2 separate regions of the Zea mays genome follow, and region 1 is linked to region 2. Evidence: chromatin contacts called from public Hi-C data. All regions are on one chromosome and are shown on one strand. Each heading gives the region's core, a stretch centred on a gene start, on an enhancer-like site or on the middle of the called end of the contact. The rest is flanking DNA. Distances are from core to core; before and after follow the strand shown.

Region 1 (5,976 bases), core at 1,885-4,384, 200 kb before region 2:
TGGGCTGGCAGGGTACTACCGTCGTTTTGTCAAGCATTTCGGTATCCTGGCAAAACCGCTGACAGCACTGCTTAAAAAAGGGGTTTTGTTTGTATGGACGTCATCTCATGAGACTGCTTTCCAAGCTCTTAAGACAGCTCTTGTTTCAGCACCGGTGTTGGCACTACCGGATTTTTCACAACCTTTTTGTTTGGAGACTGATGCTAGTCAGGTTGGTATTGGTGCAGTACTGATGCAGTCCGGGCACCCTATAGCTTATCTGAGCAAAGCACTTGGTCCTAAGTCACAAGGCTTGTCCACTTATGAGAAAGAGTATCTCGCTATTATCACGGCTGTCGATCACTGGCGTCACTACCTCCAGTTGAAGGAATTTCAGATTTTCACTGATCACCGAAGTTTGGCTCAGTTGGATGAACAAAGACTTCACACTTCGTGGCAAAAGAAAATGTTCACCAAACTGTTAGGACTTCAATACCGGATTGTATTCAAAAAAGGGGTAGATAACAGTGCTGCTGACGCTCTTTCTAGGCACCCTGGAGTGGTGTCTTCTTGTCTGGCCTTATCTTCCTGTATACCAAAATGGGTGACTGATGTGGTTAATTCTTATGCACAAGATACAGTAGCTACAAATTTAATTGCCAAACTAGTCATTGATCCTTCTGCTGTGCCACATTATACTTGGCAGGATGGGTTGCTTCGCTATAAAAATCGTATATGGGTTGGTGCTTCGCCAGAATTACAGTCCAGATTGTTAACTGCATTTCATTCTTCAGCTATCGGAGGTCATTCAGGCATACCTGTTACTTATGCCCGTCTCAAGCAGATGTTTGCTTGGAAGGGAATGAAGGAGACTGTGCAGAAATTTGTCAGTCACTGCACTGTCTGTCAGCAGGCCAAAGCTGATCGCTCCAAGTTGCCAGGCCTGTTGCAACCCCTACCTGTTTCCACTTCTTTATGGCAGATGATTTCATTGGATTTTATTGAAGCCTTACCTCCATCTCAGACTTACACATGCATTCTGGTTGTCGTTGACACCTTCACCAAGTACGCCAATTTCCTGCCATTGCGACACCCGTTTACTGCACTCTTAGTGGCTCGATTGTTTCATGACCAAATTTATAAACATCACGGGCTGCCCCAGTCCATTGTCTCAGATCGTGACAAGATATTTCTTAGTCATCTCTGGCAGGAGCTCTTCCGTTTGGCGGATGTTCAGCTATGTATGAGTTCGGCGTACCACCCACAGTCTGATGGACAGACCGAGCGAGTTAATCAGTGTCTTGAAACTTTTCTTCGCTGTTTTGTCCATGCCTGTCCAACTCAATGGAGTCAATGGCTAGCTGTGGCTCAGTTTTGGTACAACTCCTCTCCTCATTCAGCTACTGGCATGTCTCCTTTTGAGGCTCTTTATGGGTGTCGTCCTCGCCACTTTGGTATTCCTGATGAAGTTAATGTGCACTCTACTGATCTTGCATCCTGGCTTCATGATCGGCAGTTGATGTCGTCCTTGGTTAGACAACATTTGGAGAGGGCTAAACTGCGTATGAAACGCCAAGCCGACAAGGGCCGCACCGAGAGACAATTTGCAGTTGGAGATTGGGTATTTCTGAAGTTACAGCCATATGTACAATCGTCGGTTGCTGCTCGGGCTCACCAAAAATTGGCCTTCAAGTTTTTCGGGCCCTTTCGTATTGAGCAGCGTCTCGGCACTGTCGCTTATAAATTGCAGCTGCCATCATCTTCAAGGATTCATCCTGTGTTTCATGTTTCTCAAATGAAGAAGGCACTTGGAGCTGGTCTGACTGTATCTCCCTCATTGCCAACTGAGGACTACGGTTTCAGCGTTCCTGAGAAGATTTTGCAGTACCGTACTGTGATGCGTGGTCAACATCCGTGTTCCCAGGTGCTGGTGCGTTGGTCCTACATGCCGGAGGCTTTGGCTACATGGGAGAATTTACAAGACTTGCGCCAGCAGTTTCCTAAAGCCGCTGTTTGGGGGCAATCAGCGTTTCCACCGGGAGGGAATGTTAGCAACACAGATCAAGAAGCCGGGCCAACTGCAGCAACCAAGGCCGACGCTGGAGCACGCACGTCTGGGAGAGTGAGGAGAAGGAATACTAGAGTTTGTGGGCCGTCCTGGGTTAATGGGCTGAGCGAAAGTAACTAGTATAAATACCTGAGAGCTGCCTGGAGAAGGGCATGTAAGAAATATACGATACTTGTCTTCTCTTCCAAGTTACAGCCGCCACGGCGTTCTAGCCGGCGTTCTCGCTTCTTCCTCTCTTCTGGATCCCTGTCCTATCCGAATATCCTTGCTGCTAACACGTGGCCCCCACTATATCGGGGACAAGTGCGCTTTTTTCTTGCTCCAACAGCTTGCAACTTGGTCAGTCGTCACCATGGATTAATAATTCACATAACTGACAACCTAACGCTGGTTTATCTAGTGCGCCAGGCTAGGATTAGCACACAATCTCGTCCATCCCCGTGATCCTCGGCATCGAGGAACGCCGAATTAGATCCAGAAAGCCGCAGTCCCGCCCCAGCAGCGAGAAGAATCGGTGAAGCCGGGACAAAAAAAAGTCCCACCTCCGAAGGAACAGATCCGCAACAAATTTTGTTGCTTGGACGGCAGTCCATCCATCCCAGCAGGCAGGATTTGGATTTGGGTGCGGTAGCTGAGGGACTAGCTGAGACCTCAGAGCAAGCAGAGTATAACAAAACAAGCAGACGAAGACCGAAGCGCACTCGATCGTAGAAAACCCATCCGGGAATTGAATTCCTTACCGGCAGACGAAGACGAAGGAACCAATCGAATGCGGGACGGGGACGGGGACGGGAACCGGGGAGTGTGTACGTAGGTATGCCCGCCCGGCCCGGCGCGATGGCCGATCCACCCACCGGAGGAGAGGACGAGGACGAGGACGAGGACGACGACTTGCTATATGAGAATTCCCCGTGATGGAGACCTGTGCACTGGAGTCTGGAGGAGAGTTGGGCAGCGAACGAGGCGACGCTAGGGTTCCGTGACGCGGTTGCGCTGGACGCGCGCGCGTGCTGGTCGTCGACTCGCCCCTCCCACCCGCCCGCCGAGGATGGAGAGCGCGGAGAAGACGGAGATGGCTGCCTGCCCGGACTCTATCCTTTCTAATTTCTATCTCTTCCTATGGTATGTATATATATATGGTACATTTTTGGAAAAAGTTTCGAGTCTACAATCTATTCGGGCTTTTTTGGTCACGAGCCTGGGCTGAAATCTCTTCGGGCTTGTTTGGCCTGGGCTGAAATTGTCTGGAAAAAGAAGAAAAAAACTGCATGTGGCCAGGCCCAGGACTAGGCTATCGAAATCGGGACGTAAAAAATGAAAGGGCAAACCAGACAGCATCCAAAAGGAAACCACCGGTTCAAATGATCGGGAGGATGTGATCATGTGAAGGGAAAGATGAACCATGCCCTGCCCCCCCTTCTTTCATTCACAATCACACCGCTGCAGGCCTTTGACCATGTCCCGTCCCCCCACGTCCGCTCCTTTTCAATTCAGGAGGCTCACGTGCGGTGCGGTGCGGCTCGCCTCTTTTCTTTTATTTATTGTTTTGTCCTTTTAGATCAGGAGCTCCTGTTTGTTATACTTATTTACCGCAGGTGTTAATTAATAAAACTAATTTTAGTAAAGGACACACTCCCTAACCCAATTCCACGAGCACTGCTCCCTGCGGCGCCGTCCGTCTCGCCACCCCGCCCTCACCACCACCAGGACGCGTCTCTCTAGGGTCGCAGTGACAGTCTCTATAAAATATATTAAAATGATATAGATGGGTTATAAAAACATGCCACAGTAACATAAAAAAGATAAAAATAGAGAGAATAAAAGGGATTGCTCACTAATAACTAGCTAAAAGCGGGTCGCTCACAAACTTCAACAAAGTAAATATGTCAAACATTAAATATATAGCATGCATTCTCATATGACTAGCCTTTTTGGTTGGATATATGTGACGTGATAATTTTATACAGCTCGGTGTAGACTATTATTGTTAAACTTTCTCTAAAATGATGATTATATTGTTAAACTTTCTCTAAAATGAACGAAGCATGTACTATATTAAAGGCAGGAGATAACGAGCGCATCAGAAGCGTCGCATCCGTGTTGAATTCGTGCGAGCAAAAACAAAGGGGGCATCTTTTTTCTGTTCTTCTCATTTCTTTTCCTATCATAAAAAAAAGATGTATTATTATTATAGCAGTAGAGAAAAGGAAGAGGGGCCTACGGCAGCACCAGATTTTGCATCAATCCAGATCCAGTAGCACAACAAAAGGTACCATACCACAGATGCTACACACCTACACTGCAGTAACAGATTCGCCATCAGATCTTACACAGCCTGGAAAGCACACAATACACTTGGATCATCTGATGCAGCGACGACAACGCCTGACGACTGGGCGGTTTTCATTCTCGGTCTGGGTACAACAAATACAAAGCATGGTCGGTACTACAACCATAGAAACAGAATGGAGTTCATTGCCCCCATTGATACATGAGGAAGGATCCTGCTCTTACATAGAGTTCTGTTCTTAATGCGATTCAGCGAAACAAATAGCTAGGATGAGGGCATCAATCACCGGGTGACGGTGGCTCGCTAGCAGCGAGCGCGATGCTGGGTGCGCGTCATGCGACAACGCCACCTACTGGCCGCGCACGAGCTTCGTTCTCAATCACCTGCAGAAACAATTGTGATTGCTGCTGTCATCAGAACACATCCAAGCACGATTGGGGAAGCACACAGAAGGACTGCGGGTTCCTAAGATGAGATCAGTATGAAACAACTCACATCTGGGCATCGGAATGGAGATGGAGAGCTGGGTCGTCGAGAAGGAGGTCCTACTGGACCTCGCGTCGTCCATCTCCGACCACGAGTCCCGCGTCCCAGGCCACTCGTCGAAGAAGGGCCTCAGCGGCTGGTTCTCCTGCTTCACGCTCCCCAGCAATCCACCAGCGCCGGCCCCGCCGCTGCTGAACGACGACTGGTGGCGCTCCTGGTCCTGTGACAGCGAGGCGATGGTGACCTGGCCGAGCACCTGCGGTGGTTCAATGTGGGAGTAGGAGTAGGCACCGGGCAGGAGGCCAGAGTCTCTGCCCTTGGACAGTGTAAACGGGGGCACGTTGGATGGCAGGGAGTGCCAAGAGTTATCTGCTGGAGAATCAATGGTGAAGCCCCTGGAGTTCCCTGGTGCTCCTGAGAAGAAGCTCAGCTCGCCAGCATCGGATTTAGCTCCAAGAGGGTACCTGCACAGTCAATTAGTTATGGATAGTATGTGACAATCACAAGTTGCCAACGAAAGTATTATGAACTGACAGAACACTTGTCAGCCTGGCACTATAGCTTTGGAGTCTATCTAGTGTCATATTTCTGCCTACAGGAACCGGCAAGACATGGTGGGTTTGTTTGGTATGAAGTGGAATAGATGTACAAGTGACAAATAAATAGCTATTAAAGTCAACTCGACAGAAAATCAAGCTCAGGATGCAAATTCAGGACATGAACTGCAATATTGTCTTGAAGTCATATCAATATTTGATGCGCAAATCCTTATAGAAATTCAAACCCACAAAAACAATGAATCCGAAAGAAACGGAGTACAAAATAGGGGGCCAATAAGAAAATCTGTTTGAAACACTAGTACAGACCTAAGTTGTGTAGCGGCATGGACATGGGCATCCGCCAGCCCAAGTTGTTCAGAGCATGCAAATATATAAAATTTTATAGACATCTAAGATAGCAGAAGCAGCCAGGGCCCAGGGCATACCAGGCACGGCAGTTCACTTAATACAACAGAACTGCAAAAGATTTCTATATTGTACAGTAGAAGGGCTAATACTGCAAGAAGCCAGTGGCAGAAGTGCATTTGCCGTTGAAGAGTGAGTGAGTCGGTGTGATTCTCCTTTTGCGATAATAGTGTAGAACCAACGAAAAC
Region 2 (6,039 bases), core at 596-3,095:
GGCAGAGGAGGGTGGAGCCCGTGCCGCAGAGGGCAGCAGACAGGCCGAGGTACAATGACAGAACCCGCTACGCACGCAGGAGGGAGAACCAGCGATGAACTGTGCGATAAAATCATAAAAAAGACCACAGCAACAAGTCCCAGGTGGTTTCAGCTCTGGAATTCAAGGATCACCTAGTATCACCTGTATTAAATTGGCAATCTCACTTTACCTGCAGTCTAGAGTATCGTTTCTATGTGCTCAGCTTGGACGTATTGTATTCTGTAATTACAGCTACTTGGAGATTTGGAAGGACCTGGCTTGCAACGTAGTATAATCTCTAGTCTTTTTTCTTTGTGGCAATATATAATTGCTATGAATACCAGATTGAGATGGTTGCATACTGTTCGCAGCTCAACTTTTTTTTTTGTGCCATGGCTGACAACTGCTGGATTCCTAGATACACAGTAGTAGATTATTCCATTACCCTGCTTTCTGAACAATAAACAATCTATCACTGCCGAGAAGCCTCAGGCAGCTTGAGCGGCCTGCAAGTACAGCTCGACGACCTTCTCCCGCGAGAAGTCGGTGAAGTACCCCTGGCCGACGCCGACCCCGAGGCCGGCGGCGAGCCGGCTCACCCTCTCCTGCACCTGGTCGGCGCCCACCGCGTCCGGGTGAAGTAGGTTGCAGGCGACCTCGGTGGCGCCGTCGCCGTGCGCGAGCCCCATGGCCTGCACGCACGCGAGCCCGCCGCCGCGCTCGCTGACCGCGCGCGCGATGCGCCTCGCGACGCTGACGTCGGCCGTGGCCAGGGGCACGTTGTAGTTGTCCACCCACGGCGTGGCGCCCACCACCACCACGCCATTGGACGCGGACGACGTCCGGGGCCCGGCGTCCGGGGCCACCGGCAGCAGCGAGTCCGGCGCGCCGTGCCACTGCTCGCCGCCGGGGGAGGTCGGCGTGAAGTAGCCCAGCTGCCTCCTGATGGACGCCAGCGTCCTGCCGTCTCTGTGAGCTGCGCCGTACAGGTACGTCGGCACTGCTACGTACGTACGTTGGGATGCACGATGAGCACCAAGGCCAAATCCATCAGATCAGACTCTAATTATCATTTTTTTATAAAAAATTACCGGTTCCAGTAAATTCGCGTCTGGGAGGGATGAATGGTAACGGACCTTGAAGCCTGTCTCCGATGTCCGCCGCCACGGCCCTGGCGAGCGCGGTGACGTCCTCGAGGCGGGCGCTGGCCAGAGGGTGGAAGGCGATGTGGTCGACGACGCCGAGGCGCGGGTGCGCGCCGGCGTGGGCGTCCAGGTCGACGGCCTCGATCGCGGCCGCGACCACGCGGAACGCCGCGCAGCGCAGCGGCGGCGAGGCGGCGCCGCCCGCGAGGGGGGACACGAGCGTGTACCCGACCCGGTTGTAGGCGTCGTCGGCGAAGGTGTTGACGAGCACGGCCAACGGGCGGAGCGCCGCCGCCGCGTGCTCGATGGCACGCAACGCCCCCGAGTTGCGGGCCTCGGAGATGTAGAGTTTGCAGCACGCTAACGCGGGCGGCCTCAGCATCATCGCTTGCGCGCCCGAGGAACACGGGGCGACCAGGCGAGGCCCGCCCGAGGAACCGGGAGAATCGAGGACCTAGTGGGGTGGGGTCTGTCGGGGCTCACCTCTGTGCGCGCGCGAGAGGCGGGATGCGGGGGCGGCGGCGGAGGAGGACGCGGAGGAGAGGGAGCGGCGGACGAGCAGGAGCGCGAGGCGTGCGCCGGAGGGGAGCCGCATGGCGGTGGCGGCTTACTGGTGGGCTGCGTGTGGCCTCGCCGGCGCCACGCGTGCTCGCAGGTTAATAGAAGAGACACTGCGTCGAACGTTACGAACCAGTGGATGCCGTGCAGGTGTAAAATTCGATTGTAGACTATCTTTACATGGAGAAGGGATATAATCAATTTTTTTAAAAAAAGACGGAGGGACATATGAGGTCAATCCCCGGGGGACACCGTCAGGTCAGCGCGACGTCTGGCGACCGCCACCCCCACCCCGCGCCACGTGCCGAGGGCTTCGCCGGGACCTTCGCCACTCGCCGGTGACGAGCACACACCAGGTCAGCTGATGTTGCCTGCGCCCCTCTCTCCCCCGACGCCCCTCCTTCCCGCGCCCCTCCCTCCCCCGCCACCTCTTCCTCCACCTGGCTTGCAGGGGCTCTCGGGTACATTTCGAGACGGGTCGTTACGGCTGAGCACATCCCACGCACGCATAGCCCAGAAGCCGGCGTGCAGAGATTCTCAATCTCCCTGGACAAATCTGCAAAAGAGCAAGGCAGGGGAAAACCGGTGGAATAGAGAAGCGGGTCGGCCTGGTACGTGGAAACCTGAAGAGCATGGTTGGGCTGTGAAAGCGGATAACCTAGGGAAGGGGCTGCCAAGGAGTCTCGGCTCGGGCTCCATCTCCAGGGGTGGATTACAGCCCAGAAGGCCGGCAACAAGACGAACGAGGTAGGGTTTCCACCTGATCTTATTGGTGCTCGTTCCCCAAAACAGTTGTACGCCCTTCTTGCTTCGCTGTGGGCGCTGCCTACCCACAAGCGGGAGAGCTTCTCTGGGGGTGGCGATCCATCCCACTCCTCCCGCCCGACTTTGGTCCTCAGCCAGGAGGGGGAGGGGGTGAGCTCGCTGGTGAAACTGCAGAGAAGATGGAGCCCAAGCTGAAACCCACACAGTGGGATCGGTGGAACTCTAAGGCCTTGTTCGTTTCTGCTGGATTGGTGGGTCGGAACGATTCCGGACCGGATTGCTTCTCTAATTTATATAAACTTTGATTAGCTGGAACGATTCCGGGTGTAATCCGACGAAAACGAACAAGGCCTAAGGAGGCGAGGAACCCACCCAATGCTTGGGGGGAGACACCGCAATATGAGTTGGCGACTTCGACCCCCACATTTGAAATCTAAGGGAGAGGTGATCGGATCATCATCTGGTGACAGGAATACCCCAGGTAACCCTAATTCCCCGACTCTCCCTGGGATGCTGGAGGTAGAGGGAAGCTGTCCCCTGTTTTTGCCAAAAATGTGGAGATGAAGGTCATCATGCCAGAGATTGTTCTAGGGCTTTGTGGTGTGATATCTGCATGAAAGAGACCAATGTAACTGCGTAATGTGTGTGGCCAAGACTGAACAAACCTATTATGCCATTAGTGGGAATGGCAGCAGATGGTTTGGGGTTTTACTCTTCTCAGTTTGGAAAGAACATTTCCAAAAAACCAAAGAGGAGTCTGCTGGGATTAATCAAAATTGTGGAGGGTATGGTGTCTGCTGGTGATCTGGAGAGGGATTTTAGCTTCCATTTCCCATGGGGACGCCCCTGGAAAGCAGCTAAGTGTCATCTTGGTTTCCTGATGCAATTCCCATCACAGGACAGGCTTGATGAACTGACCAACTTTACTGAGTTGAAGATGAAGATTTCAGGGGTCAAGATTGTAGTAACTGCGTGGACTTCACAGGCTATGGCTAAATCCAGATTACACTCAGTTTGGATTAAGGCCGAAAATGTGCCTGAAGAATTGTTGAACTATCAAGCCATATGTGAGATGGGATCGGTTTTAGGAGCTGTGGAAGAAGTGGATCTGGCCTCTCTGAAATCTAATGACATGGTTAGATTTAAAGTGCATGTGAAGAGCATCGCGAGGATTCCACCTGTCATTGAGATAGGAGTCAAACATCTCTTATATGACATTTATTTTAAGGTGGAAAAGGTGGAAACTGAAGGATGGAATGAGGAAGAAGCTAGTTTGAGAAAGAGATCTTTTGTTGATTTACAACCGAACGAGTTTGGTTTGGGTGACAAGGGAGGGAAAAAACCCAAAAGTGATATCCAAGAAAGTGGGAAGGTCTCTCTGATTCCTGAAAATCAGAAAACATCTTCCTCTGAGTTTAAAGAAGCAATGATTTCTTCAGATCCTCATACCAATGAAAATGACAAATGCAATGAAGAGGGGGGAAATCTGGGGGATGAAAACAATGAGAAGGTAGACTTTGAAGATAGTGATGAAGGCCTCCTCAGTTCTCAGGAGCTTAACAACTTTGTGAAAGGAATGGGTGTGGAGATAGCAGATGAGCAGGAATTGGAGATGGATGAGGGTGAACTTCTTAAATTTCAAGATGAACAACAAACCGGTAAGGATAACAAAGGTAAAGCAAAGTTGGTAGATCAAGTTGAAGGCACAAGGAAAAGTAGCAGACTGGAGGCAAATGACGATATCAGGATTACGGACAAAGCCATCAACAGAGCTGAAGCGAAGGATGCCTTCTTGAACAAAGGTAACAACCCCAACCCCTTCTCCATCTTAAATTCTGAAAATAACTTGTTGATTGATATAGCTAAAAAACTTGGAGTGAATCTGGGAAAGATGATAATGAAAGATTAGATAACTTAGAAATGATCAAGTGCTTAGAAGAAGAACGTGCCAGGGCTATTATGCCACTTGTTAGTACTGATGATATTGATAATAAATTCGCTGGTAATCTAGTGGAGAATGAGGATCCTTCGATTATGGATAGAATTGTCCAAGAGATGATAGAGAGTGAATCGGAAGGAAAAAAACAAAACACCAAAGAAGAAGAAAAAAATACAGAAAGAGAAAAAATATTCTCTGAGAAAAAAAGGGTTCTCCAAAAATTAGATATACATCTAATAATAGGAGATACATGAAGCATCATCAATGGGACAATCTGAATGAAAGGAGTAATATGGAACTACCATGGGCTTGCCAAACCCGGGAAATTTGAGTTCATTCATGAACTCATAAACAAAGGAAAAGTTGATTTCATTAGTCTGCAAGAGACTAATAAGAGAGAATTTGGGCAGAACTGGTTACTGTCTTTAAGCGGTAATAAAATGTTTAAGTGGATCTCTTCTCCCCCTAACGGTAGATCAGGGGGTTTGCTGGTGGGTTTTAATTCAGACACTTTTGAAGTCTCTGACATTCAAATCAAGGACTTCATGATAGTGTGTGTGGTTCATCACAAGAATAAAAATATTTCTTGGACATTTGCTAATGTCTATGGGGCATCTCAAGCGGCTAATAAAGATAATTTCTTAAGCGAGTTAGCTGCCACTTGCTCCCACTGTAAAGGTCCCATTCTGCTAGGTGGTGACTTTAACATTTTGAGGAGTAGTGATGACAAAAATAAGCCTTATGTTGCCAATAGATGGACGCTTCTCTTTAATGCCATCATTGACCAGCACGGTTTGGTTGAGCTAGATCTAACCGATAGAAAGTTTACGTGGTCCAATAATAGAAATCCTCCCACTTTTGAAAAACTTGATAGATTTCTAGTGAGCCCTGATTGGGATTTAATATACAACAATGCTATGGTTAGAGGGCTGAACATATTTCTTTCAGACCATGTTCCTTTGATGTTAAGCACTGAGGATTCAAAAAAACATGTCGCTACTTTTAGATATGAGTTGCTCTGGCATAAAAAACCTGATTTTAGAGAGCTGGTTAGTAGAAGTTGGGAGCTACCAATAAGGAGTAAAGGAAGTCTTAACATCTGGAAAGAGAAAGTTAAGAGACTCAAAAAATGCCTTAAGGGTTGGAATTTCAATGAAGAAGGGAATAACAGGAGAAGGAGAGAAGATCTTTTGAAGAAAATCAATGAGTTAGACATTAAAAATGAAGAAGGTGTGCTGTCGGATAATGAAAAAAAGACTAAAAAAGATTGTGAGCTTTCGCTAAATAAACTTCTCTTTGAGGAAGAGATGAAAATGAAGCAGACAGCTCATGAGAGGTTAATTACGGAAGGAGATGAACATACAAATTATTTTCATCTCAAAGCCAATCTCAATAGAAGGAGAATCAGGATCCATGCTCTGATGGATAAGGAGAACTTGGTTGAAGAGGAGGATGAGAAGAATCGTATTGCTACTAACTTCTATAAAAACTTGTTTGGCCCTTCCCCTATCTCTGCCATTTACATGGAGGATAGAAACATGGATAAGATTAGCGAGGAGGACAGATGCTTCCTCACTGCCCCTTTTACAGAGACTGAGGTTAAACATGTAG

The links. Hi-C and Micro-C count contacts between places; a contact is called where the count stands out from the background.
Region 1: a contact with region 2 is called in a Hi-C map of ear, with 2.0 times the contacts expected there. The contact joins the promoter of LOC103638165 here to the promoter of LOC100281844 in region 2. A contact is called at or near these places in 4 of 25 Hi-C or Micro-C datasets (bundle sheath, ear, leaf and 1 more).

Annotation. Positions count from the first base shown.
Region 1 is chr9:27,728,201-27,734,176 of Zm-B73-REFERENCE-NAM-5.0, reverse strand. LOC103638165 (endoplasmic reticulum metallopeptidase 1) reads right to left here and starts at 3,134. Exons shown (of 14, transcript NM_001347987.1): 1 at 2,788-3,134. It overlaps LOC100125642, which reads right to left. Exons shown (of 5, transcript NM_001112573.1): 3 at 5,115-5,287; 4 at 4,833-5,037; 5 at 4,701-4,720. The coding sequence ends at 4,883.
Region 2 is chr9:27,529,278-27,535,316 of Zm-B73-REFERENCE-NAM-5.0, reverse strand. It overlaps LOC100281844 (formiminotransferase-like), which reads right to left and starts at 1,845. Exons shown (of 2, transcript NM_001154764.2): 1 at 1,158-1,845; 2 at 415-1,021. The coding sequence starts at 1,551. The coding sequence ends at 510. It overlaps LOC100283838 (DAG protein), which reads left to right. Exons shown (of 4, transcript NM_001156736.1): 4 at 1-381. The coding sequence ends at 98.